2 separate regions of the Sus scrofa genome follow, and region 1 is linked to region 2. The links are chromatin contacts, called in public HiChIP or PLAC-seq maps. All regions are on one chromosome and are shown on one strand. Each heading gives the region's core, a stretch centred on a gene start, on an enhancer-like site or on the middle of the called end of the contact. The rest is flanking DNA. Distances are from core to core; before and after follow the strand shown.

Region 1 (3,150 bases), core at 131-2,630, 140 kb after region 2:
ATATTCTTTGAAAGATGGAAAGGGACTTAAGACCACAGCCAATGGCATACTGAACAACTGTTACACTAAAAACTGCATCACACCTCAAACTCTTAGAAACCATAAAACAGGAAATTAAGATTAAGTATCAAGTGTAGTCATTCATCTAACATCTGGCATACCCTTTCAGGACTACACCAAGCAAATCCATACTTCCTACCTTTTCGTACTTCTCCTTCAGCTTAGCAGCCTTCTTTTCATAAGGCTGCTTGTCATCTGCAGCGGTGTTATTCCACATCTCTCCCAGTTTCTTTGCAACATCACCAATGGATAGGCCAGGATGCTCTCCTTTGATTTTTGGACGATACTCAGAACAAAACAAGAAAAAGGCCGAACTAAAAAGAGAAATTCAATTTTAAAACTACGAGTTTCAAACAAGTACATTGTATTGCTATGTAGAAGTTGCTTCTAATTTTTTACCATGCATTTGACAGGGTACAAATATCATAACAGGTTAAATACACCTCATAACCAAAGCTTAATTACATAATTAACTTATGATACTAAGTGAACATATACTATTGATTATTGCTAAGAGTTCCAAAAGAACATTCTGAACATTATTTCAGTTGGATATTCCTCAAGAAATAAAAGAATGAGACCAGAATTACATTCAGATATATTGGGTGAAGAAAGCCAGTATCTAATTGCACTACTCTGGCTAAAACGGGCCATCCAAGTTTTATTTACAGTATTTAAATATACCAATAAGAAAATATCAGCTACGAAACTCTCATTACAGGCTCCAAATCCACAAGGTGACTTGCTAAATTTGTCTGATTCTACCACACAACGCTTCTTGAAAATAAAAACAGGCAAGTTACTTACGGAGGCCTCTTGGGTGCATTGGGATCCTTGAACTTCTTTTTTGTCTCCCCTTTAGGAGGTATGTAAGTTTTCATTTCTCTTTCATAACGGGCCTTGTCCGCCTTTGCCATGTCTTCAAATTTTCCTTTCTCTTTAGCAGACATGGTCTACAGAAAAAACAAATTGGTAAACTTAAGTTGATAATGAAATTTTAATAAAATGTCCTAAGTATTAAAATGAATTAAACCAGTGTCCTTGACTATTTAGTAGCCTGCTCTATCACCACTGGCATTATGCAAATTGTACTGAGGCTTTTAAAAAAAAATTCCAGTTAGACTTCACTCTTTATTACCTTAGTTGGTCTTAAGCCCTCTTACCTTCCACCTTTCTGAGCACTTCTTAGAAAACTCTGAGAAGTTGACTGAAGCATCTGGGTGCTTCTTCTTATGCTCCTCCCGGCAAGTTTGCACAAAGAATGCATATGATGACATTTTGCCTCTTGGCTTCTTAGGATCTCCTTTGCCCATGTTTAATTATTTTTCTAAAAAAAAATTTAAATATTGGTGTTAAGAATGAAATTTATGGTACCTAAGAGCATTTTCACTTGGGGAGTGAATGAAAAAAAAGCAAGGCACTGGTTATTTAATACAGCAATGGCATTAACCCCTCATAATATCAAGCAAGAAAATGGCAGTGATAGCCAATTCCTAGAAAAGGCCACACCAAGCAAAAAACGGTTCTTCAGTGTGATCTGAAAAAAAGTATAGACACAAGGGTATACTCATACAGCATTTATTACTTGTCTGCCTAAATCTGTTCTGGACGAATACCCAACCAGTCACTAAAAAAAAAAATTTAAAGGTAAAAAAACGATTTTAAAAATCAAACAAAACTGAAGGTCAGAAAAGTAATGCTTCCGATACATGGATCTGCACCACGTAAGGAATAAATAGGTAAGAGCCAACGTGAGTAGACCTTTCCAAATCACGGGCCAAAATCACCGCCCATCTAAAGTTTTCCCAAGGATTACTTTAAAATATTCTCTGGCACAAAACTTTGCTAGGAGGAGGGAGCAAGGGGAAGCTCCGGCGCTCGGACCCAGGCTGGGGGTGGCGGTGCTATTTGCGCGGCTGCCACCGCCAGGCAGCTTCCTATCGCTTTGGCCCCGAGATGTATTTCAGTTCTGACTAAACACGTCCGGTCTGAAGTTTCTTCGAGTAAACAAGGATGAGGGACAAAAGCCACTCCTGCTCACAGCTCGCTCCCCCCCCACCACCAGGGGAGTGTTTTTTTAAAGCCGTGAAAGTTGGGGCGCGCGCGGGGCGGGCTCTGCACACCTTCCCGCCACTGGGGCCCCCCGCCCGCCAACTTCGGGGCAGCGAGGGGAGGCCGCCCGGGGCGGCGGGGCCTCGGCCCGGCCTCCAGGCCGGCGCCGCGCGCGGGGCCGCCACGTGCGCCCGCCCGCCTCCCCGCGCAGGCCCGCCGGCCTCCCCCATTTTGTCAGCTCGGCGGAGGGAGCAGCCCCGCTCGAAATGGGGGCTGGCTCCGCCCGCGGCCGCCGGGCCCGGCGCGCACGGAATGGCCGCTGCGCGTCTTCCCCGCCTGCGCCGCCGCCGCCGCCGCGAGGGCGAGCGCGAGCGAGAATATGGCTCCTTCCCTTTGTGTGTGTGTGTGTATGTGTGTGAGCGTGTGAGTGTGTGTGTGAGTGCGAGCAGGCGGGCGGGGTGCGCGCCGCGCTCTGGCGCACACACTCGGCCATGACGGCCGGGGGGAGGGGCGGGGGGCGCGCGCCGGACCCTCCCCCTCCCCCCGTCGCGGGGGGGGGGGCGCCCCGGGAGGCGCCCCCGACCCGCCGCTCCCCGTCTCCCTCCGCGCGGCCCGCGCGGCCCGCCGCCCCCGCACGGAGGACGCGGGGCTGCGAGAAGAGGAAAAAAAAAGTTGCCTCGGAACTGCTGCGCCCAGCTCCCCCGCCCGCCCGCCGCCTTGTTTTCTCTCCAGCCAGCAGCGCCGGGCCGAGTCAGCCATGTTCCAGCGAGCGCCGCGGCGCCGCTCCCCCCGCCGCCGGGCCGCCGCGCCCGGGCTCGGGCTCGGGCTCCGGCTCGAGCCGGCGGGCCCGGCCCCACGCCGCCACCCCCGGCCCCGGCCCCGGCCCGCGCCGCCACCGCCCGCAGCGCCCGCCGCCGCCCGCCCGCGCTCGCCGCCGGCGCCCGGCTCTGCGGCGACCAATGCAGCCGAGAAGCGCCGCCCGCCCGCCGCCGCCGCCGCCGGCCCGCCGCCCCCCGCGCACGCCGGCCGCCCGAACGC
Region 2 (2,986 bases), core at 95-2,594:
TCCACAATCTGGCACAATACCTGGCACACAACAGGTCCTTAAATTTTAAATGAATAAATAAAATACTTCAAACCCCTATACTGTATAACACAAAGCGCTGATTTTTTTTCTAGTGACCTTATTAAACCTACTTTTTAATCTCCTCATACAAAATCGCTACTTTAAGTTTATAGAGACCAGCTTCATTTAATCAAGAGAAAAGGAATTTTATAGTGGCCTTATGTTTTCTTGTCTAAATCACACACATAAAATAAGCCCACATCAGCTATTTCCCAACATACTATTGCAAAAATACCAAATTTCTAGGATGCTTATCTACCTATTGAAAAATTTTAAAAGGTAGACAAGGCAGGTTTTCTAAATCTGTTTCAGAGTTAATTTTCCTTACTATCACGGCCTGAGCAAACTTTAGGAGCCAAGGTGTATTCCAGAGCATTAGAAAAAAGGAAAGAAAAGAAAAAGGAAGGAAGGGGGAGGGAGGAAGAAAGAAAAAGGTGTTTTTTATTCTCCTGAGAACACTGGGCTAGTCAAAGAAAATATTTATCACTACTGCTTAAAAAGAAAAAAAATAAAAAGTCTACACTTTGAAAAACACTAGTAATTTAATGTAACCTTTAAGATGGAATCAAAATGTGTGCTGGCAGTGTTTAAGCTGGGGGGGGTGGAAGGGGTTCTCATTTTGTAATCTTGACTCAATAAATAAAATGCAAAATGCAACACGGTAAAAATATCAGACACTACTATCTATCAGCACTGTACCTTTCATCCACTTCTACATTTAACCTTTAAATATTACTGCCCTTTGAGTAATTATTAATCAGAGGGTTTAATTAATGCAAACACCTCTGAACTGCTTCAGAGTGAAACTGATCAAATACCTAGAAATAAACGTATCAGGAAAAGGAGAAAAGCCTGTTAAAACAGTTTTCCAGGTCTCCCAGCAAAAGTGTGCCATACCTACGGTTCTGCACCGCGAGGCAGCAACCTGGGAGGATGAGAGGTGCCGAAGGCCCGAGGCCCTGCAGCAGCCGGGCGGCCGCTCTTCCCCGAGGCTACTCGGGGCGGCGGCCCGGCCGGGGTGGGGCCAACGCTGCAGTCGGGGCGGGCCGAAAGGAGGGCGAAAAGGCCAGGTCTCGCCTCCGCTTCCCCTTCCCAGCGCTCAGAACGCCGTTCCGCGACCCCCCACAAGCCCCCTCACCACAAAGAGAGAGACTGGTCCCTCTCCGGCTCCGCTCAAACTTTATCGGTCTTTCTCAGTCGTCGGGGCCGCCGGGCTCTGTAGGCCGCCCATCCAGGCCGCCCCACCAGGCCACAAGCCTGAGGAGCCGCCGAACTACAATCCCCATAGTGCTCCGCGCCCCGCGGCGCTCCCCCTCCCGCCGGCACGCACTGCCTGTCCCGCCGCGCACTGCCCCCGGGTCTGCTGAGGCGGGGGCCGGGGAGGGACTTTCAACCCGGGGACCTCACCACGGGCTGGCTTGCTGGCGCCCGTCTCCCTCAGATTCATTACCTAGGTGCCGCAGGTCGGCCGACCGTTTTGCTGCGGGGCAGGTGGGGTGGGGGTGGGGCACAGGCCGCAGCCGCCGCGGAGTCCGTTAGTTCGCGACGTGCGTGGAGAGGCGGTGGCGGCGGCGGCGTACGGTTGCCATGGCAGCTGTGGTCCGCACGGCGGGGCGGGGGAGGAAATCGGGGGCTTGGAGTCAGCTCCAGGGAGGAGCCTGGGAACCCGCCCGGGTGCGGGGGCAGGGAGGCGCGAGGGTGCGTCTGGGAGCGGAGGGAGAGCGTGACATTGAGGAGGACGGTGACGAATTGCGCTCTCTTACCGCCGATGAGCCCTGCGCCGCAGCGTCCAATCCCCGTGGCAGGGCGCGTGTCCGTCCCCTCCGCCCGCGCGTCGATGCCTGCTCTATTCTGAGAGGATGCTTGTGGCGTCAGAGGAAGGAGCAGCGCCCGGCTCTTTAAAGGTCGCTGGTCCAGGCCCTCCCCCGCCGCCCATCCTCCTCTGGGCATCCCCCACTGGCCAGGCCCTATGGCTTGTTTGAACCCAAGCCACCTCTTTTGGAGTGTTTCACCAGTAAAACCGAATTTGCAGTTTTTCACACCCCCTTTCTGCCATTTTCTGAGTAGGATAGAAATGAACCATTTAGTAAAATACAACGCATTATTCGGGGGGGGGGGGGCTGAGACTTCAGTTGAATTTTGAGCTATAATATTTCTTTAATCGTTTGTGGACTGGCCATGACCCATCGCGGAGATGCACCATAGTCTGAACTGAGGTTAAGAGCAGGGGTTTCTAAAACCCACTTCTTAGTCCCCTACCTGCCACTACACTTGGTAGCTGAGACCTGGGGGCAGTGATGCTCAGCGTTTTAATCTGCAACGTGGAGATAATAATCTAGTTCACAGTGCTTGTGAGAAAGAAAAGCACTGATACTGATGAAGCTTTCCAGAACAAAGCCTGGCATTTAACAGTAACTTTTAAATATTAGTTCTTTAACCCATCGGTGAGACGAGCCAGAAGGTGGGAGGCCGGAGCTGAGGGTGGGGTTTGGCTGAAGAGGGAATTTTTCCGTGGTGATGGAAAAGCCCTGTACCTTGCTTAGGGATTGGGCTGTACAGGGGTGTCTGCGTTTGTCAAAACTCAGGAAATGCTACAATTAAGATTGGTACATTTCACCGTAGGTAAATTTACCCTCCAAAAAACAGTGAAATACTAGTTACCATTATTAGAGTTGTAGACTCTAATAGCGACCACAGTTCAGTCTTCAGGATATGCAGAGCAGGGAACGGACGCTAGAGGTTTAAGGGAAAGGAGGAGGAAGGAGGGGTTTCTGACCTGTCGTTTTTGGTAGTAACTGTCTCTGGAGAAATTATGATTGAAAATAGCAAGCTGCTGTGTGTGTCATCCAGCCTTCAGTCGGGGTCACCCTGTCCACACAGACTCTGTTGAAATTGACTGAAGTCCCTTTTCTACTGCCTGTGGAAG

Evidence for each region. HiChIP or PLAC-seq counts read pairs in DNA pulled down with a chosen protein or histone mark.
Region 1: an H3K27ac HiChIP or PLAC-seq map of skeletal muscle shows a contact between it and region 2. The contact joins the promoter of HMGB1 here to the promoter of KATNAL1 in region 2. A contact is called at or near these places in 1 of 5 promoter capture datasets (liver), 5 of 47 Hi-C or Micro-C datasets (embryonic fibroblasts, mesenteric adipose tissue, omental adipose tissue and 2 more) and 2 of 2 datasets of contacts at active chromatin or transcription factors (alveolar macrophages and skeletal muscle).

Annotation. Positions count from the first base shown.
Region 1 is chr11:7,198,143-7,201,292 of Sscrofa11.1, forward strand. It overlaps HMGB1 (high mobility group box 1), which reads right to left and starts at 1,381. Exons shown (of 4, transcript NM_001004034.1): 1 at 1,224-1,381; 2 at 868-1,013; 3 at 200-374. The coding sequence starts at 1,373.
Region 2 is chr11:7,062,827-7,065,812 of Sscrofa11.1, forward strand. KATNAL1 (katanin p60 ATPase-containing subunit A-like 1) reads right to left here and starts at 1,345. Exons shown (of 13, transcript XM_021065541.1): 1 at 1,199-1,345.